Linked DNA regions of Mus musculus: all the other regions are linked to region 1. Evidence: chromatin contacts called from public Hi-C and HiChIP or PLAC-seq data. All regions are on one chromosome and are shown on one strand. The core of a region is the stretch at or near the end of the contact, and the rest is flanking DNA. Distances in the headings are between cores, read along the strand shown.

Evidence for each region. Hi-C and Micro-C count contacts between places; a contact is called where the count stands out from the background. HiChIP or PLAC-seq counts read pairs in DNA pulled down with a chosen protein or histone mark.
Region 2: a contact with region 1 is called in an H3K4me3 HiChIP or PLAC-seq map of stem cell-derived neural progenitor cells, with 20 read pairs. The contact joins the promoter of Tmem91 here to the promoter of Cnfn in region 1. A contact is called at or near these places in 9 of 39 promoter capture datasets (the C10 cell line, the HPC-7 cell line, cranial neural crest and 6 more), 7 of 115 datasets of contacts at active chromatin or transcription factors (CD8 T cells, bone marrow-derived macrophages, embryonic stem cells and 4 more) and 2 of 9 other capture datasets (adipose tissue and liver).
Region 3: a contact with region 1 is called in a Hi-C map of bone marrow-derived macrophages, with 18 read pairs. The contact joins the enhancer-like site here to the promoter of Cnfn in region 1. A contact is called at or near these places in 2 of 39 promoter capture datasets (embryonic stem cells and neural stem cells), 1 of 484 Hi-C or Micro-C datasets (bone marrow-derived macrophages), 2 of 115 datasets of contacts at active chromatin or transcription factors (embryonic stem cells and microglia) and 2 of 9 other capture datasets (embryonic stem cells and liver).

Annotation. Positions count from the first base shown.
Region 1 is chr7:25,368,315-25,371,014 of GRCm38.p6, reverse strand. It overlaps Cnfn (cornifelin), which reads left to right and starts at 1,291. Exons shown (of 4, transcript NM_001081375.1): 1 at 1,291-1,350; 2 at 2,539-2,649. The coding sequence starts at 2,541.
Region 2 is chr7:25,673,776-25,676,475 of GRCm38.p6, reverse strand. Tmem91 (transmembrane protein 91) reads left to right here and starts at 1,310. Exons shown (of 4, transcript NM_177102.4): 1 at 1,310-1,440.
Region 3 is chr7:25,008,836-25,011,535 of GRCm38.p6, reverse strand. Grik5 (glutamate receptor, ionotropic, kainate 5 (gamma 2)) reads left to right here. Exons shown (of 20, transcript NM_008168.2): 20 at 742-1,687. The coding sequence ends at 1,167. Among named protein-coding and RNA genes, the nearest start is that of Atp1a3, 4.2 kb to the right of the region's middle. Within about 2 kb of position 1,290, at least 35 of the 459 cell types and tissues checked have an H3K27ac peak or open chromatin away from gene starts, as enhancers often do. A contact at or near this core is called in bone marrow-derived macrophages and embryonic stem cells, where this site is marked.

The DNA.
Region 1 (2,700 bases), core at 42-2,541:
ACAGCCAGTCAGCCATTTGGGTGGTGCCAGGAGACAGAGTGTTGGATATGTGGAGAAAGCTGTGGTCATAGGCCGTCCAGATCACAGGCTGGCAGGTGATCCATTTGTTGTCCCCTCATACCCACACACTGTGGCATGGTGACACAACCTCTTCTAGAGTTGACACCCCGATTTTCTGGTGCCTCCTATATTTTGGGGGTGACACCCATGGTAGGAACCCCACCCAACTCTAATGCCGCTTCCTTACTGAGTCACCTACAACCCTGTCAGGCCTGTTGAGGGGAAACTTTGGTGAATCAAGTACCCAAGACCCAGTCCCTTAATCCCTGAGGAATTCATTGGGAATTTGGATCTAGCTCTCGAGGAACACACAGCCTAGACTAGGGTCGCCAGAGTCTAGACCCTCTTTTAGATTAAGAGGCCCAGGCTCAGCCCTTCTCCCTCAGACTCATAGGTCTCAACCCCAGCCCTCCTCCCTCAGTTCATGGATCCAGACTCTTCCCTCAGACCCAGGTTCCAGATCCCAGCCTCCTCTCTCAGACTCCAGTATCAGCTTTCCCCCTTCAGACCCAGGAGTCTAGGTCCCATACCTCCTCCCTCAGATTCACATTCCAGACCTCCCCATCTCTGCTCCCATCGCACTCAGGTGTTAACTGGGGCCAGACACAACCCCCAGGTTTCTTGTCAGTCCCCAGCCCCCTCCCTTCCCATTTGAAGCAGAGATGAGGTGCAATATTTACTTTGGTCCTCACATGAATCGCCCCCTAAAACACGTGACTGTCCCCCACTGACCCCATGCCTCCGGGCCTTGAACCGAACACTGGGGAGGAACCCGCTCCCACTCTGTATAACACACCAGGCATCCCTCCCTAACCCCTCACTCTCTCCCTGCCTCTCCAGATCTTGCAGTTTTCTGTCTCTCAACATCTGTGTCTACCTGTCTCCATCCTCTCAATTCCCATCTCCAGTCACTCATCTTCCCTATCTCCCCTGCCCTGGGTCCCTGCTCCCTCTTCCCCAGTCTCCTTCTTCCTGTACATTCTCCATCTCTGACTCTGTTTCTATCTCTTCCCACTCTTGTTTCTACCTCTGCCGCAGGTCTTCAGTCCTGAGAGATGAGACAAGAGGGGAAGTGGGGTGTGGGGAACAGAGAGGAGAGGGAGGATGGAAAATCCAGGGGGAAGGGAAGAGGGTCAGGCAGACCGGCTAGTCTCCCTTGGCATCTCTGTCAGAGCCCCGCCCAGGGCTGTGTGGCCTGGCCCATATAAGCAGCTCCTGGCCTCACACTGAGAACTTAGTGTCTGCTGTCACCAAGAACCTCTATCTCCATCCCCTCACGTGGATCTGCAGGTAGGACCATCTCCTCCCTAAGTCCCTGCTCTCTGGCAGGCACCTCCGCTCGGTTCTCTGCCTATCTGGCTCACAGCTCTGTCTCCCTGACTGCCTCTGACTGACTGCCGCTGACTGGGATCATCTTACTCTTTCTCAACGCTTCACTTCCCCAGTCTCACCTTTCCAACCTGACTGGTACAGAGTTGGATTTAGAAATTCTGGGGCCCAGCACCCAGTCTCAGAGCCTGTTTGGATGGGTCCATCATCAGGCATTTCTCTTCTGTCTCTGAGCCTATAGCCCTCTGTAAAATCAGCTTGTAGAGGTACCATGTTCCACGCTTGTGGCTGTCTCACAGTGTCTCTGCGAGCACCTGGCTCAGAGTTCTTTCCCATCTGTCTCTGCCATTCCTGGCTGCCTTTGCTCTCCCTAGACAAGGATTTGTCTCTCTCCAACTCTGCCTCTGCTCCAAGAAGGGTCCTCTGGGGTCTGTCGGGCAGCTGTTAAAACGATGGGCGAGTAGTTCGCCCACCTAGCCATCCCAGCCAACAGGTTAACTTGGCCTCTTTCTCTTCAGCTCCCTTCCCCCCCTGAGAGTTCGTCTCCCCCAGTGCCCTAGTCCCTTGCCCTCCCCTGCCTAGTATCCAGCATCCCTTGGACAGACTACATTGCTGTTGCCGTAGCCGTCCCCTGCAGCCGTTCACACAGCAGCCACCTCCTCAGGGCCAGCAAGATGCAGTTTGAGATGCACGACCACGTGAAAGGCAAAGGTGGGGTCACTGAATGCACCAGCAACCCTCTAGGTGCCAGGAACCTGGCTGCCTCCCTACCCTGGGCACCCTGGCTTCGAAAACAAATGGCACTTGCTTCTACCCCAGAGGCCCCAGGAAATGTTGGAGCCCAGTCATGGAGGAGGAGGTGGTGGTATGTGTAGCCAAGTCGAGGCTCTGCCCAGCTGTGGTGCCCACTTTCCCTCCTGACTTTGGCTCAACCAGATGTGTAGTTGGCAACAGCAGCAGAGACAGACTAGGGGTGTTGATGACCAAATGTGACAGATAGGAATGGGGAGGAGGTACAGTGATGTTTCCTCTAGTGGGCGGCCAGGTGGCCTGCCCAGACTGCCCGGCAGAAGGAAGGGCGGCAGGGGTGGCGCGGCTCAGAAGGTCCTGCCAGGATGCCTGTTGATCCCCCTTCTCTTACCTCCACAGCCATGTCATATCCAGTGACTAGTCAGCCTCAGTGCGCCAACACCTGCTACCAGACACAGCTCAGCGATTGGCACACGGGCCTCACCGACTGTTGCAACGACATGCCCGTCTGTGAGTGTCCGAGGAAGATGGGGAGGGAGGGAAACTCACGCCACACTCCTG
Region 2 (2,700 bases), core at 61-2,560, 310 kb before region 1:
GGAGGCAGTGCAAACTGGGTGGGCTTCCTGAAGGAGGGGATGTCTTGGAGGGCCAGGAGCGTTCTTCAGTTGAACGGACACGTATTATAAATCATAAAATTGATAAACACATTACATGTGTTCACTGCGCTTACTTTGCCAGACTTTGGGTAAATGTGTGGGCATTTGTTGTCACATCTAAGTTAAAATCCATATGTCGGGCTGTGGAAATGACTCAGAGGAAAGGGGGGCTTGCTGCTAATCCTGATAATCTATGTTGGATCCCAGGAACATATCTGGTGGAAGAAAAGAACCAACTCCTACAATTCATCCACTGACTTCTACACATGCTTGCTCTACATAGCATGTGTGCACCACACAAAAGAAATAAATGTAATATAAAAATTTTTTTGTTTTTGTTTTTGGAGACAGGGTTTCTCTGTGTAGCCCTGGCTGTCCTGGAACTCACTTTGTAGACCAGGCTGGCCTCAAACTCAGAAATCCGCCTGCCTCTGCCTCCCGAGTGCTGGGATTAAAGGCGTGTGCCACCACACTCGGCATAAAAAAATGTTTAATTGTTATCACATCTAGGAGGATGGGCATATGTCCCGAGTTTCCAGATGAAGGAATTCGGTTTAGAGAGAGATGACACTATCTATGGTCCAAAGTTCACACATCGAGTGCCTTGGAATGCCTGCAAAGGAGCTGTATGCAGAGAGCCCAACCCTGGACACCACCAACCACCAACGTCACTGAAGGATGCTTATAGCATCCCATCCTAGACCATTCCTCGGCCTCTGTCCTTGGAAGCTTCGCTCAACCTTCCTACCTCAGCTTCTTCCCTCCCCCTGGGGATTCTGCTGTGGGTTACAGTCTGTTGGCACTGGTCCCATTTGTTTATGTCAACACAGGAGCCAGTGTCCTGGCCTCAGTTTCCTCATCTGCAAATTAAAGGGAATGCAACCAGGACCCGGCAAGGGGTAGCATCCGCACTCATTGAACAAGCTGTGTTCTCAGACCAGTTACTTCACCTCTCTGTGCCTCTTTGCTGCCGGGTAAAAAAAGACCATATACCATGCTACTTAGAATTGTTCTGTGGCTGTGTATATTTAAAGCACCTCTTAGAATAAGGCACAAAGCTGTAGTCGATGTTATTATTATTGTTGAGCCATCATTTTGGGTGAGTAATGTGGGGTCCAGCCATGTTCCAACCATCAGGTTTCAGCCTCTTTAAGGGAGAAGCTGCTGGCTCTGGGACCCCCAGAATCGGAGGCCCCCTCCCGGGTCGCTGCGGAGGGGCGGAGTCTGGAGCTATTGCCCCGCCTCTCTCCTCCCCAGCTCGCTGCGGGGCTGGGGCGCAGAGACCCAAGCGCAGCTCAGCAGCATTCAGACCCTGTACGGGGTAGCCCGGACGCCCGATCTCTGGGTTCAGGTTTGCCCATCTCTGGGCGGCAGGGCAAGGTGGGTGCCCTGCAAGACCCAACCATGTCCGGCGCTTGACCGTGGGCGGTGAGAATAGATGGGGACATTGCTCCTCCCCCAGGGTCCTGGTGTTGCGGGGGCGAGAAAAGGATGGAGGCGAACCTTTGGCGGGGGACCTGCGCTAGATTTGGAATGACCTGGGGCGGGGGAATCATAGAATGAGAAGGATCTTTCTGGCTGAGTGTGAACAGTACATATGCTGAAGAGCTAAGGCGACAGGCCGGCCAGTGGGGAGATGTGTGGGGCAAGGTGCGACACCGGTTGAGCTGGACAGGTGTGCAATGGAAGGGATGAGACCTGAGAAACGTAGCAGTGGCGATTTCTGCATGGTGAGGGTGTTTGCGGTTTCAGATGCAACAACGGTGAGGACTGCAAGGTGGCTCAGGGATACACAGGATACGTAAGAACGCTGCCGGCCTCAGACATGTTTTTGAGGGGAGTCGCTGTAATTTTGCAGCATGTGCTTAAGGAGACCTTTGGCAGAGCCAGGGTGTGGGTGGGTTTACCTTCAAAAGGGATGGGTGACAGTGGCCCTGGGAACTGAGTGTGAGTGAGGGCTAGGGGTGTGTGAACTAGGGTGGAGCTCATATGTGACTGGGGATGAGGGATGGATGTGTGCATTATAGGGGGAAGGCTGCGGACCTGTGAACCTGGAGATGGAAGTGTGTGTGTGTGTGTGTGTGTAGAGGACTCATGGGACAAACGTGTGTAAGACGTGGTTTACAATGATTGTGCAACAGGTATTTTTACTACATATTTTTTGGTTTCTCGAGACAGGATTTCTCTGTATGTCCTTGGCTGTCCTAGAACTTGCCTTGTAGACCAGGCTGTTCTGAGCTTACAGAGACTCGCGTTCCTCTGCCTCCTAAGTGCTAGGATTAAAGGTGCATGCCACAACTGCCCAGTGGTACATACTTTTTAAAAATGATTTATTTTTATTTTATGTGCATTGGTGTTTTGCCTGCATGTATGTCTGTGTGAGGGTGTTGGATCCCTGGAACTGGACAGTTGTGAGCTACCATGTGGGTGTTAGGAATTGAACCTGAGCCCTCTGGAAGAGTAGCCAGTGCTCTTAAATGACATTTCTCCAGCCCTAAATACCTTTATGTGTGTATATGTATATACACACACACACACATCTCTATCTATCTATCTAATCCCAGAATTGATCACCTGGGGCCCAGAATAGTGTATGAACTAGGCAACCTCCTTTCTATTCTCAAAATCTGTTTTTCTATC
Region 3 (2,700 bases), core at 41-2,540, 360 kb after region 1:
TGGCCTCATCTCCTCCCCTCACTCCTCCCAAGGCAGGCCTCGCCTCACTCAGTACCTTTGCATTGGAGAATGCCCAGGTCCTTTTTCATGGGGCACACCCTTTACATAAAGATCTCACTTAGGGCTTCCTCATCTGCCCTGCCTCAGAGACAGTATCCTGCCCACCCACACTCTACCTGTGTTATTTCTCTCTGAAGCACTTATCTGACAGAGCGTCTATGTTTTTATTTGTTCTTTTCTGTCTATGCATACTTAAGGAGGGCTGGGGGGGGTATTTTTGTTTGTTTGTTTGGTTGGTTGGTTTTGGCTTTTGTTTTTCCCAGATTCCTGGGTTTGGAACCCAGAACCTTAGACGTTTTGGGCAAGCCCTCTACCGCTGACCGATATCCCAAGTCCTAAGAGTTCTGTTTTATTCTTTCCTATAACACGGGTGCCTGGCACTCAATAAATATGCCTGTAGTAGTGTGGGGCAGAAATGGTGTGTGGCGTGGTCATGGCAGTCAGAGCATCTTGTTTGGAAAGACAAGAGTCAGAAAGTAAAAGGCAGAGTCAGGGACAAACCCAAGGAAAGATGGGGCAGAGAGAGGGATACAGGGGATGGTGGGGGTGCGGTACAGGAAGCGAAAGCCTTGGCGGAAGGAACAGAATTGGGAGGGGAGAGGTGCAGAAGGTGCAGAAAAGAGGTGGGGGCGGAAAGGGAGGACGCGGCGGGCCTCGAAGTGACTGTCCCGCCGCCCCCAGGTGTCGGTGTGCCAGGAGATGCTGCAGGAGCTACGCCACGCCGTGTCTTGCCGAAAGACCTCGCGTTCCCGCCGGCGCCGGCGCCCTGGTGGCCCGAGCCGGGCCCTGCTGTCGCTGCGCGCAGTCCGCGAGATGCGACTCAGCAACGGCAAGCTCTACTCGGCCGGCGCGGGCGGGGACGCGGGCGCGCACGGGGGTCCGCAGCGCCTCCTGGACGACCCCGGACCTCCTGGGGGACCCCGGCCCCAGGCTCCCACGCCCTGCACGCACGTGCGCGTCTGCCAGGAGTGCAGGCGCATCCAGGCGCTGCGAGCTTCGGGGGCCGGGGCGCCCCCACGTGGCCTGGGCACCCCAGCCGAAGCCACCAGCCCGCCTCGGCCGCGGCCAGGCCCCACCGGACCCCGCGAGCTGACCGAGCACGAATGACCGTGGACGGGGCCGGGCGTGCGCCCCGACTGACTGCAGGGACGCGATGCGCCCCAGACGGACAGGACGCCGCGATTTTGCCTTCAATTCCTGGTGAAGTCCGAGCCCGGCTCCGGAGCAGGCCTGCGCCTCCTAGTGGACTTGAGCAAGGGTGTCGCGGACGCCCGCATTCTATCCCGCACCGTGGACGGGAGGAGCGCAGAGACCGAGGACTCTAAGGGCCACGGACTGTGGGGGCTGCTCCCGGAGTTGGAAAGCGGTCCGCGGGGAGGACCCCAACCTGGGACTGCCCAGATGCCCCAAGACTTGACACGGCTCTCCACACTTCTGGAGGTGGGGAGGGCCTCTGGACATGTGGGTGTCCCCTGGTGCCCCTCTCTTCTCTTTCTCTCTTTTTTGGGGGGAGAAACCTCAGAAATTTCTATGAGACGCCCCCAGGGAGAGGGTCTCTTGGGCCCCTATACCTCCCCCTGCCACATCCCAGTCCTGTTGGAATAAAAAAAAGAACAAAACCCCAAAACTGGGAATACCTGGGTTTTATTTTCTGGGGGAGGGAGGTCAATGGACGTTTTTAGACCCTGGGAGTTTACCGAAAACAGCAAGAGATTTGCACACTCGCCACCTTGCACAATGCCCGCTGCATGCAGGTCAGCTCAGGTCCCAGCAGCCGCCCCCTCTCCATTGACCTTCTCAGGACAGAAGGAGGCTGCGACAGAGACCCTGAGACAGATGGAGAGATGCAGGATCTGAGAAGGCGGAGTAATTGGGAGGGAAGACTCGAAAGAACGAAACCAGATGGGGCTGGGGGGATGGGAGAGCCTGGAAATTGTTCCTGTTAAAGCCGGAGGTGGCCCCTATAGTGGGAATGTGGGACTGGGCTATAGTGAATTGAGAGCTTGGGAGTCGCGTGTGTGACCCCTGTGAAGCCACCTTCAAGAATGACTAGCCCTTGAAGTCATATCTCTCTCCAGCCCTCAAGAGAGGACGTGAGGAAGGGGGAGAGGGGGAAGGGGACTGAGGGATGGTTGAGCAGAGAGAAGGGTGGGTCTGCCTTCTGTCCCCGCCTTCCTCACCACTCTGGAGGTTTCTCTGGAGAAAGGACGACTGAAGGTCACACAGCGGGAACCAGAACGAGGCCGAGCAGAAACGGGAGAGAGATGCAGCGGGGGCGGGGAAGAAGCAGACGGGTAGAGAAGAGGGAAAAGATCTTGATGCGGGCAAAATAGGTGAGGGCTGGAAAGAGAGGCGAGAAGAGGGTGGGCAGAGAGAGAGAGAGACTCTGAGAGGCGAAGAGATTGCAGAAGGGGACACATTCCTGGGAGCGCGACTCAAATGAAACAGGGAAGGGAAAGGGCACAGGGGGTTAAGGTGACAGACAGAAAGACATAGAAAGCTAAAGGAAGACCCGAGGGGACCCGAAGGATGAAGAAGACCAGATTAAGAACCGGCAGCTGGCGGAGCCCGCCCTTCAACCTTTACAAGGACTCGGGAGCTGTCCGTTCAGCACCCCGCCTCCCATACCAGGCTCATAGC